Regions from separate parts of the Salmo salar genome. Here region 1 is linked to region 2. A link is a contact called in public Hi-C data. All regions are on one chromosome and are shown on one strand. The core of a region is the stretch at or near the end of the contact, and the rest is flanking DNA. Distances in the headings are between cores, read along the strand shown.

Region 1 (6,015 bases), core at 2,451-4,950, 34 kb before region 2:
AGTTATTTGAATTAAAGGTTGAACATATTTGTTAGTGACACTTTCCTACCATAGGATAGTAAAGGAAATGTACAACCCTTAGTATACCAATACAATTATTACAAGGAAGTTGAGTTCTGTAGGGATTTCCATAGAAAATTACTTTGTGACGCTATCGTCCAATAATATATCACCGTTACTCTACACCCTTAAGATATAATATTAGGACTTGAAGTCGAGCATGCGGTTGTCTATGTGAGGCCCATGTGTGAAATATATTTGAGTTTAGTAGAACCATTTACTATAGCCTGGATTAAGTGAGAGTAGAATTAGGATTTCAGTATCACCCACTGTTGTTTAACACACACTGAAAGGAGATAGAGAAGAATTTATATAGGCATATTCATACATATTACACCCCAACACCTCGTAAATGGCGAATCCGATGGTCTCCATGTCCTTGCCCTCCTTGCGTTTCTTTCTCCGGTCCTTCTGCATCAGCGCCACCAGGAAGCTGCAATCTGATTGGCCGGCTGTGTCGGGGTGCTGCAAGCCGATCTTGAATTGTGGGTTGATCCAGAATGTGGCTAAGCATTGTGGGGGGGGGAAGTTATCAGAAGACATTTTCTAATCAACTGTGTACCACTTCTTTATAGCCTCCCTCTCTCCTTACCAGGGAAGTTCCTGCAGCCCCCGGCCGTGCTGCCCCTCCTCCACTCCCCCTGGTAGACGGCTGAGCTCCACTTCTTCTGCTGGTTGGCCTCCAGGGCGTCTGCTGTGAGGTTACAGATCTCCAGACGCGTAAACTCACGCAGGAAGTCGCTGAATGACATCCTGAGAGGAGGGATGGAGAGAGCGAGAGGTGGAAGGCAGGGAGGGAGAAGGGGAGAGGAAGGGACAGTCTGTAATGTGTATGATGCAATAACTCACACATTCTCTCAAGTATCATACCCAGAGGCCATCAGACTCGGTGACACAAATACACACTCCCGCACACTCACCAGAACTCTCCATCCTCACTGCGGTTCTGGAGTCGCCCTCTGACTGACCGGTCCACGCTCTCCCACTCTCTGGAGCTAAAATAATCGCAAATGAAAATACATTAACGACTGTATTCCATATCAACTGGGATAGAAAACCACTCTCACTAGTTACACAGTGTGATATGTAATATGACACCTGCAGTATAAAATCACTCTCACTAGTTATATGATAGGTAATATGAGAGGTGTATAACAGTGTTTCCTTCTCTTACTTGTCACTCCAGGCACCAGTCCACTCTATCTCTCCCCAGGGGTTGCGGATGCGGACCAGTTTGGTCATATTCCCCCTGTACACCACCTGAGGTTGAGGGATACTGCATTACACAGATGTATAGTAGATGGGAAAATGGCCACCAAATCCAAATTTGATTCATGTACAGGTTAAGGTAGACACATTTGTATTCGTTTTAATGCTGTCTTTTGCGTCCGACTGTTCAGAACACATGATGCAATTGGGGGAATTGACCCCTTAGTGCCACTCAAACCAGAGCAGTCATTGGCTCACCTCGTCAACCCCGGTCACTGAGTAGGCGTGACCTTTCACCAGCTTCTTAAAGGTCACAGCCTCCATGTCCTGACTACCGGTGATCTGGGGACAGAAGACAACGTCAGAGTAAGTGTTTCACTGTACTGTTTACACCTGTTGTATCATGGTGCACATGACAACATTTGACTTGATTCGATTTGAGAGGATACACACACAGGGACTCTTGACACACTGTTACATGTTCCAGGCAGGGACATGATATGACAAAGTCTGTGAAAATGATGACGTCTGTGAAACATCCTGGTTCTTAGCGCCGCGTCAAGCTTATTAAAATAGGCAGTGTTTTCTATGACATAATCGAACAAATGAACGTAACAAATCTGAGTACTGACGTCTATGGAGCAGCCCAGCAGCGATCCTCTCTCCACAGCCCGACTGATGATACTGTAGAGGTCAGAGGGCGCTTTCCTCAGCTCATACATCTCTGTTACCCCTCCTGTGAAGTCCTCAAAACCCTCTGACGTGCTGCCTCCCGACAGGGCCTCGTAACAGCCATGTAGCCTGCAACGAAGGTGGACAATTCTGTTTCAAAAGACTATTTAAAAACAGACATTTCTGTACAATATACAGACACGACACATGCATATAGACATATCATTTTACATAATTTGTATTTACATTTTGGTCATTTAGCAGACGCTCTTATTCAGATCGACTTACAGATATCATAACCCATACCAACATATACAGAGTGAAATAAATGCAAAGCCCATGTATACACTTGAATCCTTCTAACCACCCTCTTCTCTCCTTTTTCTCCTCTCCTCCCATCCCTCATCCCTCCTTACTTGGCGTAGGCTTTCTCCAGCAGGGCGCTCCAGAATTCTCCTCCCTCGGCAGAGTGGACGAAGAGTAGCTTCCCATCCTTCACCGGCAGCCTGTCATCGATCACCACCTCCACCCACTCCCCATACTGCCAGAACTACAAAACACAGACAGTAGGGAGACTATCAGAACTACAAGACGCAGACAGTTGAACTACAAAACAGACAGTAGACCTATAACACACACATATTAGGGAGACTACCAGAACTACAACACACAGACAGTAGAACTACAAAACAGACAGTAGAACTACAACACACAGACAGTAGAAATACAACACACAGACAGTAGAAATATAACACACAGACAGTAGGGAGACTACCAGAACTACAACACACAGACAGTAGAACTACAAAACAGACAGTAGAACTACAACACACAGACAGTAGAAATACAACACACAGATAGTAGGGAGCTCAATATCACTACCTTTACCCACTCTCCAACCTGCCACTGAAATTTGGATAGGGATAGGATGAAGTGAGATGCAGCTAAGCACTGATTTAAGGTCAGTTTTACACGCGGTGCCTTACTTTGCACAAGCACCAAGAACGAATACATTGAACATTGAAGACAAGCTCTGACGTCCCCTCTAGTGGTGAGGGTGAGCTGATCGCAGAACTGTGCCCGGGGGTAACTTCTAACCAGAGCGGAGCGTTTAGTCACTTACATCCAATGACCACCAGGGGGCAGAAGTGGCATTAGAACAATATCACCATAGGGCTCAACAGGGAAGGGGGAGGAACTAAGATTGAGGCAACAACCACAGGAATTTATGGCAAGATCACGCTATCTTCCTTCCAATACACATGGGTTCCATGTAGCCTGCCTACACCACTGTGATGTTAGTATGCTTTTAGAGGGAGAAATACAGGCTGTCCAATAATGTATGTACCATTCTCCTCAGCTGCACGTAGTTGACTGATGCAGACCTACGGCAAGGCAATATAGCTCCACCACCACAAAATAACATCAGGGACACCAGAACATTATATAGAGTTTGAGGTATGTGGCTCTGGGATACATGAATGTAACAATACTGAAGTGTCAAAACCAGTAGTTACAATGACACCTAATTAGATTCAAACTGTTCTGACTCGTGACTTCCAAACAGTGGCAGGGGGAGGGGATGTAGAGCAGAGAGCCACAGCTGAGTTGTTATTGTGTGTGTGTGTGTGTGTGTGTGTGTGTGTGTGTGTGTGTGTGTGTGTGTGTGTGTGTGTGTGTGTGTGTAGTGTGAGTGTGAGAGTGAGAGAGACAGAGACAGATAAATGGATAATTTTGCATGCTCTGCAGGGCTAAAGAGACTGCTGGGACTGTACGGTCGACTGCAGAACAGGACAGAACAGGGTTGACACAGAAGTATCACAACACCCCCTGCCCCACCAACACACACAGAGGGGGAACCAAACTATGAGCCACTGTCTACCCTGTTAGCCTTTATGGGGCAAATCCTAACTTCCACGTTAAGTAGAATTTTCCCCTAGACATGCATTGATGTCAAATGGGAGAAAATGTAACGTAGGTGGAAGTTAGTTATGATAGGGTTGAATCCTATCTCTTACAGTATCTATTTAGCAGAGTTGGTGTCTGTTCCATATAAACACCAATCAATTTGAGAACTGAATTGCATACTAGTTCAACGGATAGGAGAATTGAACTAAAATTGACCCCAACGCTATCACAACGATCTCTGATATAAACACACCAGTGCTGGCCACAAGGAAAGTAAACCAAATATCCACATCTGTGTAGCAAGCTCGAGGGAGTGTAGTCTGTCCTAGAGCTGCAGCACTTCAACCGTGCAGTTCCTTTCACCTTCTGATAAGAATATCCCATCAGCAACCTAGATATTTCCAAACCGAAAATTACAGGCATACTGTAGTCTGTTTTACAATACAGGATTTGTTGAGTCTCACAGCTCATCTCTGCGCCTAGCTAAGCTACATACCGCATTCCCAGAATCTGCAGCACAGCTCCCCCTTTGTCTGGCTAAACCAATTAGAACATCCAATTACATTTGGGAGGATGAGTCACCCAGGCATACGAGATCTGGCACAGGATCAGGAGATCTCAACAAAACACTGTATTATTGGGTTTAGACGGTGTGTGTGTGTGTGTGTGTGTGTGTGTGTGTGTGTGTGTGTGTGTGTGTGTGTGTGTGTGTGTGTGTGTGTGTGTGTGTGTGTGTTCTTAGTATCTTTGTGGGGACCAGAATTCCTCACAAGGATAGTGAAACAAGGAAAATTCGGACAAGTGAGGACATTTTGCCGGGTCCCCACAGAGTAAACAGCTATTTTAGGCTAAGAGGTTAGGTTTATGGTTAAGGTTACTATCAGGGTTAGAATTAGTGTCAGGGGTTTGGTTTAGGAGGTGGTGTTAGGTTTAGGGTGGTTAGGGTTAAGGTTAGGTTAAGGGAAAATAGGATTTTGAATGGGAATACATTTTTTGGTCCCCACAAGGATAGTAAAACAAAGTGTGTGTGTGTGTGTGTGGGTGTAGAGGGAGATCTCAACAGAACAATGTATTATTGGGTTTAGACCTTCAACTGTAAACTAACACACAGGCCACACAATGGAGGAAGGGATACATGGTGAATTAGATCACATGCACATACAGTTGAAGTAGGAAGTTTACATACACCTTAGCCAAATACATTTAAACTCAGTTTTTCACAATTCCTGAAATTTAATCCAAGTAAAAATGTCCCGTCTTAGGTCAGTTAGGATCACCACTTTATTTTAAGAATGTGACACGTCAGAAAAATAGTAGAGAGAATGATTTATTTCAGCTTTTCTTTCTTTCATCACATTCCTAGTGGGTCAGAAGTTTACATACACTCAATTAGTATTTGGTTGCATTGCCTTTAAATTGTTTAACTTGGGTCAAACATTTCGGGTAGCCTTCCACAAGCTTCCCACAATGAGTTGGGTGAATTTTGGCACATTCCTCCTGATAGAGCTGGTGTAACTGAGTCAGATTTGTAGGCCTCCTTGCTCACACACACTTTTTCAGTTCTGCAATTTTCTATAGGATTGAAGTCAGGGCTATGTGATGGCCACTCCAATACCTTGACTTTGTTGTCCTTAATCCATTTTGCCACAACTTTGGGAGTATGCTTGGGGTCATTGTCCATTTGGTAGACCCATTTGTGACCAAGCTTAACTTCCTGACTGATGTCTTGAGATGTTGCTTCAATATATCCACATCATTTTCCATCTTCATGATGCCAACATAATGCTGCCACCCCCGTGCTTCACGGTTGGGATGGTGTTCTTCAGCTTGCAAGCCTCCCCTTTCTCCTCCAAAAATAATGATGGTCATTATGACCAAACAGTTCTATTTTTGTTTCATCAGACCGGAGGACATTTCTCGAAAAAGTACAAACATTGTCCCCATGTGCAGTTGCAAACCATAGTCTGGCTTTTTTATGGCGGTTTTGGAGCAGTGGCTTCTTCCTTGCTGAGTGGCCTTTCAGGTTAAGTCGATATAGGACTCGTTTTACTGTGGATATAGATACTTTTGTACCCGTTTCCTCCAGCATCTTCACAAGGTCCTTTGCAGTTGTTCTGGGATTGATTTGAACTTTTCGCACCAAAGTATGTTCATCTCTAGGAGAGA
Region 2 (6,841 bases), core at 3,944-6,443:
TCAGAACCCCCCTCCTCTCCTGACCCCCGGCCAGAGATCATGACATGATTGTGGGTGGGCCTTGGGCTCAACGACGGAAAGTGGCGGAACCTATAGCTCCCGCCATACCTCGCTGGACAAGTATGCAAGGGGTATGGGTGTTTTCTGTTAAGAGAATGCGTTTCTTGTTTAAAGCCTGAAATGCACTAAGTAAGCAAAGGCACTATGTGTAATCCTGGGATTGAGTATATTTATTGGTATAATTCTATAATGTCCTATCGTTATCTGTACTTAATCCTATAATGACCCGTAGTAATATTATAGTCCAATAATGGCATGTAGCAATCTTATAATTTCTGTAGTAATCTACTTATTATTTTCGGGAAATAATGTATAGGCGCGCCACCAATAAAATTGAGTCAAGGAACTAGAGGGGGGGAGAAACCTCGCCTAGAGGAAAGAACTTAGATTTAGAAACAATGGTGGAGTAAAGCCGAGGGGATATGGTTATTAGCTTAAAGTGGAGGGACTATGAAACTTGTATAAGCATGAAACTGTATACAAGGAGTAGGCTGAGACTGAGTCCGGCAGTTGCTCCATGGACCAACTCGGCTTGTTACTTTGTAATAAAGTATATTTGAATTCCCAGGCTCCGGTATCTGAGAGATATTATTGAACCAATATTTCCACAACAGGGGCTCATGGGACGAAGGGCAAGGGCGCCGGCAAAATCATATTTGCCCTTTACCACAGTGGATGGATGGCAAGAACCCATCACTAGTGGTATCCCTCAGCTGGAGAAGACGCTGGCTGCCCACTTCGTTCCAGGTTGCAGCCAATGGAATGCAAAGATGTCTTCTCTGCCCCCCTTCAAAGACCGCTTCACTGCGCAACTGGCAGACACGAGCTATACCCTCGGCTGGCAAGCTGTGGCAGTGGCTAACAACGTCACTTTGCTTACTGTGGCCCTGTCCCGAATGTCAACCCGTCAGACATCCTTCTCCGAGGCCGAAGTCGAGGAGGTGTCACATCTGTCTGGCGATGTGCTCCACCTTAACCAGGCATTGGCTGTGTGCTCGGTACGAGTTATGGCCATCTCTGTAGTTACACAGAGGCACCTTAGGCTTTCTTTGACAGCCATCAAAGAAGCTGACATAACGCTCCTACTGAATGCTCCCATCTCTGATGACAGCATTTTGGGAGTCACCGTCGTGGAGGCAACGGAGAGCTTTTAGAAGATGGAGGAAGATATGTGACAGCTGTCTAAGTACCTTCCTCTAGCCAGATCTGTAGCTGCCCACCGAGACTCGGCTCCCCACGCCTCCACCTCATCGCGGGCCCAACCTGGAGCGATGGCACGTCGTCGTCATACCTGTGAAAACCTCTACTCCTACTCTGGCGCCACCAGCCGCCTCTACGGCCAGGCCCACAGTCAACTCATAGCTGGTTGCAGCCCCTACATGGCAGAATGCACCTCAAAGTTCCTACAACAAGAGACGCCGAGACTGATGGGACGCGGGAGAGTGTGTCAAGGACTCAGTGACCAACTGCTCTGTGGCTAAGCCTCCTCTCGGCCTCCTCTCTCTATTACGGTGGGTGCTTCGCGTCCTCGACCCCTCCCTTCCTGTACTAACAGTGAGGGAAAAAAGTATTTGATCCCCTGCTGATTTTGTACGTTTGCCCACTGACAAAGAAATGATCAGTCTATAATTTTAAGGGTAGGTTTTTGACCAGTGAGAGACAGAATAACAACATAAAAATCCAGAAAAACACATGTCAAAAATGTTATAAATTGATTTGCATTTTAATGAGGGAAATAAGTATTTGACCCCTCTGCAAAACATGACTTAGTACTTGGTGGCAAAACCCTTGTTGGCAATCACAGAGGTCAGACGTTTCTTGTAGTTGGCCACCAGGTTTGCACACATCTCAGGAGGGATTTTGTCCCACTCCTCTTTGCAGAGCTTCTCCAAGTCATTAAGGTTTCGAGGCTGACGTTTGGCAACTCGAACCTTTAGCTCCCTCCACAGATTTTCTATGGGATTAAGGTCTGGAGACTGGCTAGGCCACTCCAGGACCTTAATGTGCTTCTTCTTGAGCCACTCTTTCGTTGCCTTGGCCGTGTGTTTTGGGTCATTGTCATGCTGGAATACCCATCCATGACCCATTTTCAATGCCCTGGCTGAGGGAAGGAGGTTCTCACCCAAGATTTGACGGTACATGGCCCCGTCCATCGTCCCTTTGATGCGGTGAAGTTGTCCTGTCCCCTTAGCAGAAAAACACCCCCAAAGCATAATGTTTCCACCTCCATGTTTGACGGTGGGGATGGTGCTCTTGGAGTCATAGGCAGCATTCCTTCTCCTCCAAACATGGCGAGTTGAGTTGATACCAAATAGCTCTATTTTGGTCTCATCTGATCACAACACTTTCACCAGTTGTCCTCTGAATCATTCAGATGTTCATTGGCAAACTTCAGACGGGCATGTATATGTGCTTTCTTGAGCAGGGGGACCTGGCGGGCGCTGCAGGATTTCAGTCCTTCATGGTGTAGTGTGTTACCAATTGTTTTCTTGGTGACTATGGTCCCAGCTGCCTTGAGATCATTGACAAGATCCTCCCGTGTAGTTCTGGCCTGATTCCTCACCGTTCTCATGATCATTGCAACTCCACGAGGTGAGATCTTGCATGGAGCCCCAGGCCGAGGGAGATTGACAGTTCTTTTGTGTTTCTTCCATTTGCGAATAATTGCACCAACTGTTGTCACTTTCTCACCAAGCTGCTTGGTGATGGTCTTGTAGCCCATTCCAGCATTATGTAGGTCTACAAACTTGTCCCTGACATCCTTGGAGAGCTCTTTGGTCTTGGCCATGGTGGAGAGTTTGGAATCTGATTGATTAATTGCTTCTGTGGACAGGTGTCTTTTATACAGGTAACAAGCTGAGATTAGGAGCACTCCCTTTAAGAGTGTGCTCCTAATCTCAGCTCGTTACCTGTATAAAACACACCTGGGAGCCAGAAATCTTTCTGATTGAGAGGGGGTCAAATACTTATTTCCCTCATTGAAATGCAAATCAATTTATAACATTTTTGACATGCGTTTTTCTGGATTTTTTTGTTGTTATTCTGTCTCTCACTGTTCAAATAAACCTACCATTAAAATTATAGACCGATCATTTCTTTGTCAGTGGGCAAACGTACAAAATCAGTAGGGGATCAAATACTTTTTTCCCTCACTGTAAGTGCTGGAGCTGGTCATCTCATGCACACATACGTGCGGTCAGCAATGATAACCCTTCCAGGTATAGTAAAACAGCGTTTGCATCACATTTCAGTAATTTAGCAGACGCTCTTATCCAGAGCAATTAGGGTTCAGTGCCTTGCTCAAGGGCACGTCAGCAGAGTTTTCATCTAGTCGGTGATTTGAACCAGTCATCTTCTGTTACTAGCACAACGCTCTTAACCAGTATGCTACCTGCCGATACCACATACGTGCATATGCTCTCTTGTGTCATATGCTCTACGGCCCCTGCACTACAGGTTTCAACCATGCCAAGTAAGGGCATGGGGCCTACACACATTGTGTTTGCGGCAGGCTCAAACACTGGGGTTACAAATGTAACCATCGCGGCGATGCCTCCGGTTCACACAGAGTGTAACACACTTTCCTCTCCATTCCAAGGGGGGCCCCCTTGGGCGGACAGGGCCATAGAGGAGTAAAGATGTCTTGGACTGAATGGTCCTCCACTTTGCACTCAGAGCATTATTGGGGATGGCATCGAAGCTGTTCTCTGCCCACCTGGTTAGACTGGAAGTTGAGGCGGGGTGGAAGCTGAGACTTCCTGTTCTTCTCTCGTTGATGGCATGCCACCTTCCAGGCCACCTCAATGTGGGGGCAGACCTCATATCCTGTGGAGGCCCTCTAGCTGACGAGTGGCGCCTACACCCTGAAATTGTCCTCCAGCTATGGGAACTTTTCACACATTGCCCCTTTTGGGCCTCTCTTTGGGCCCAGGATAAACCGCCACTGGGATTGGATGCGTTTGCTCACCACTCATGACTGAGGGTTCTCCTGTACGCTTTCCCCCAATAATGGGGGGTCCAAGGCCGAGCAGTTGCCATACCAGGCATTGATGCAACACGTCGGATGCTCTCGATGGTGTAGCTGTAAAACCTTTTGAGGATCTGAGGACCCAAATACTTGGGATTGTGAGGTTTTATTGCAGAACAGTTGCAGGGGGTGTTGAGTGGTAGTGTTATGTCTTCTCAGACCGTTGGTCTGGAGTAGGATTAGATAGGGTAAATAGTGGAATGGGGTGATGTTGTTTTTGATTATAATTTTTTAGAGAGGGCTAATTTGGCAGGGTAATTTTTCCTTTTCCCCAATTTTATAGTACCGTATCACAAATCATTTAATGTATGTAGGTAGGCTGTGAATGGCCTCACACTCCAGTAGAGTAGGTGGTGGTGTATGCACCTTAAAATTGGATGCGATCCGTCAACAATCCCAAAGAAGCCAAATTGAGCTCAGTACCGCATCGCCTTGCGCCTCTCAAATTTTGTAAAAACGCGGAGGGCTCCATATAGCTCCGCATTGACATGATTGGTCGACGATAGGTGAGGGCGGGAGGTCCTGTATAAACACAAACGGACTTCTTTATTAACAACTTGCTTCACAACAGCTCTGCGCTGCTCAGCGAAGCACAAGAAGTATGAATTCCCTAACATCTGCAGAGGCAGTATCACTATAACACTTACAAAAAAAAGATTGCAGTTTTGAAACTGCAGTAAAACTCCAGTAACTGCAGTCGACTGTGGATTTTGGACGCAGTAATTGCAGTTATACTCCACTGACTGAAATCTTTTTTCGTAAGGGAAATGCTGCAAGGCCCATGCAGGTGACAGATTGACCATACAGCGCCTTGTATGGAGCTCAATTTGGCCTCTGGAGGCTCCACAATTGTGTCACACCATCCATACAGCGCCTCTGACCACATTTCTCAGATCAAGCATAAATTGCCTCTTACTTCACATTGGCATGTCAATTTGGCAATGAATCAGGATCGTGTTTTTCTTATTTAAATACTGCGACCTAGTGGTTGTAATTTGGAAACCCATGGATAACATTATTCCTCCTACCACAAACTACATTACCCAGATGTCTCCAACTGCTTTTTCCGGTTTCCCCATAGTTCTTTGCGAGATTTGTCAGGTTTTCGTGTCTGTTGTTTCTGTAGAGTCCCATTGCTCAGTAGAATTTCAACATGGCTTCCGACGGACCGCCGGGGACTGAACCCATGCCTTCCGACTTGGGGAGCTCTGTAGCGGCCCTGAATACATGGAGCAATCCGGAGCTTCAAGCCAAGCTAGGCGAGCTAGGCGCACCCAACATGGGTATGAGTAGAAGCCGATGAGCAGCAAGCTTTGAATTGAATGAATTGTGTGTAGCAGTAGCTAGCCGCTAACATGCTATCCATACATATGTACTTCCGAGGCAAAGTTAGCTAGCAAGGCCCTCATGGAAGTAATGGAGAGTGCAAACTAACGTTATCATAACTCGCTCGCTATCTACACAAACAATACATATTAGCTACAAGTTCATGTTCAACACCTCTACGCATAGTATTTTGCTTAACGTTAGTGAGTCATCATGGTTGATAGCTAACAGCTAATCTTAACTTGCTGTTTTGGTTGGGTGTTTGATAAAAGTCGCTGCATGGTCAATCTGTTTGCATTGGCTGTACAGCATTTAAAGCCAATTTATGCTTGATCCGAAAATATGGTCGGAGGCGCCGTAAGGATAGTGTGACGCAATAGCGAAGCCTCCAGAGGCATGCAGAGTTCAGTATTGCATTGCCATGCCCCTCTCAAAATGTGTAACAATGTGGAGGGCTCAATATAGGTCCGGCATTGACATGATTTGATGAGGGTAGGTGAGGGCGGGAGGTCCTGCATAAACACAAACTCACTTCCTTGACAACAGCTCTGCACTGCTCAGCGAAGTACCTAGAAGTATGAATTCCCTGACTTCTGTAAAGGCTGTATCACTGTAAATGCTGCACGGCCAATGCAAATATTGGATTGACCATGCAGCAGTACAGAGCTGTTGTGAAGGAAGTTGTCAATGTTTGTGTTTATACAATACCTACCGTCAACCCATCAGGTAAATTCAGCGCTATATTGAGCCCGTCGCATTTTTACAAAATTTGAGGCGAACAGTGACGCCTTTAATAGTCCTATATTATAGGACCGATATAGCCATCTGCAGCATGGGCGGAAACGTCCTCCCCCCAAGAAAAAAAATTGCAGCACCTCCAAACCTTCCGAACACATTTTCGGATCAAGGATAAATGATCTAATAGCAAGTCATGCATGCTGCGATGCTTTCCACGAAGTGGCTGATTTAACTACATAGCAATATAAATTAACCTTTCATTCCATCCATTTGTAATGAAATCATCATTCTTGTTGTCCCAGCTGTATTGTTCATTGTTGGTTTACAGTTGTCTTTTCCTCCTTCCTTAGGCCCCAGAGAGGAGATGCTGGACAGGCTCAAGGGATACATGATGCAGGTCAGTGTGTGCTAGTGAGGGGGAGAGTGGAAGAGTGTATTGCATCTTATGCGTTTATCTGATCCATTTGTCTTTGTGTGCATCTGTGTTTTTCCACTCAGACTGGAGTGATGCTCAGCAAGCCCAACCAAGGGGGTGATGACAAACCTATGACCACGCAGGTCAGCACCAACCGACCCTATAAGGTTTTTAGACAGTCCAATCTAATTCCTCTCATTCTTACATTTCATCACTGTGATTATTTAGCCATAGACTCTGCAGCATGTCATCAATCTGTCATGAACAGGACCAGG

What was found. Hi-C and Micro-C count contacts between places; a contact is called where the count stands out from the background.
Region 1: a Hi-C map of blood shows a contact between it and region 2, with 13 times the contacts expected there. The contact joins the enhancer-like site here to the promoter of LOC106608993 in region 2. A contact is called at or near these places in 3 of 3 Hi-C or Micro-C datasets (blood, gill and muscle).

What each region holds. Positions count from the first base shown.
Region 1 is chrssa07:26,420,511-26,426,525 of Ssal_v3.1, reverse strand. LOC106608991 (calpain-1 catalytic subunit) reads right to left here. Exons shown (of 21, transcript XM_014207307.2): 5 at 2,358-2,491; 6 at 1,902-2,070; 7 at 1,528-1,611; 8 at 1,235-1,320; 9 at 981-1,055; 10 at 653-813; 11 at 406-566. Among protein-coding and RNA genes, the nearest start is that of LOC106608991, 19 kb to the right of the region's middle. Within about 2 kb of position 3,700, at least 3 of the 13 cell types and tissues checked have an H3K27ac peak or open chromatin away from gene starts, as enhancers often do.
Region 2 is chrssa07:26,387,498-26,394,338 of Ssal_v3.1, reverse strand. It overlaps LOC106608993 (splicing factor 3B subunit 2), which reads left to right and starts at 5,193. Exons shown (of 22, transcript XM_014207310.2): 1 at 5,193-5,370; 2 at 6,502-6,548; 3 at 6,650-6,733. The coding sequence starts at 5,241.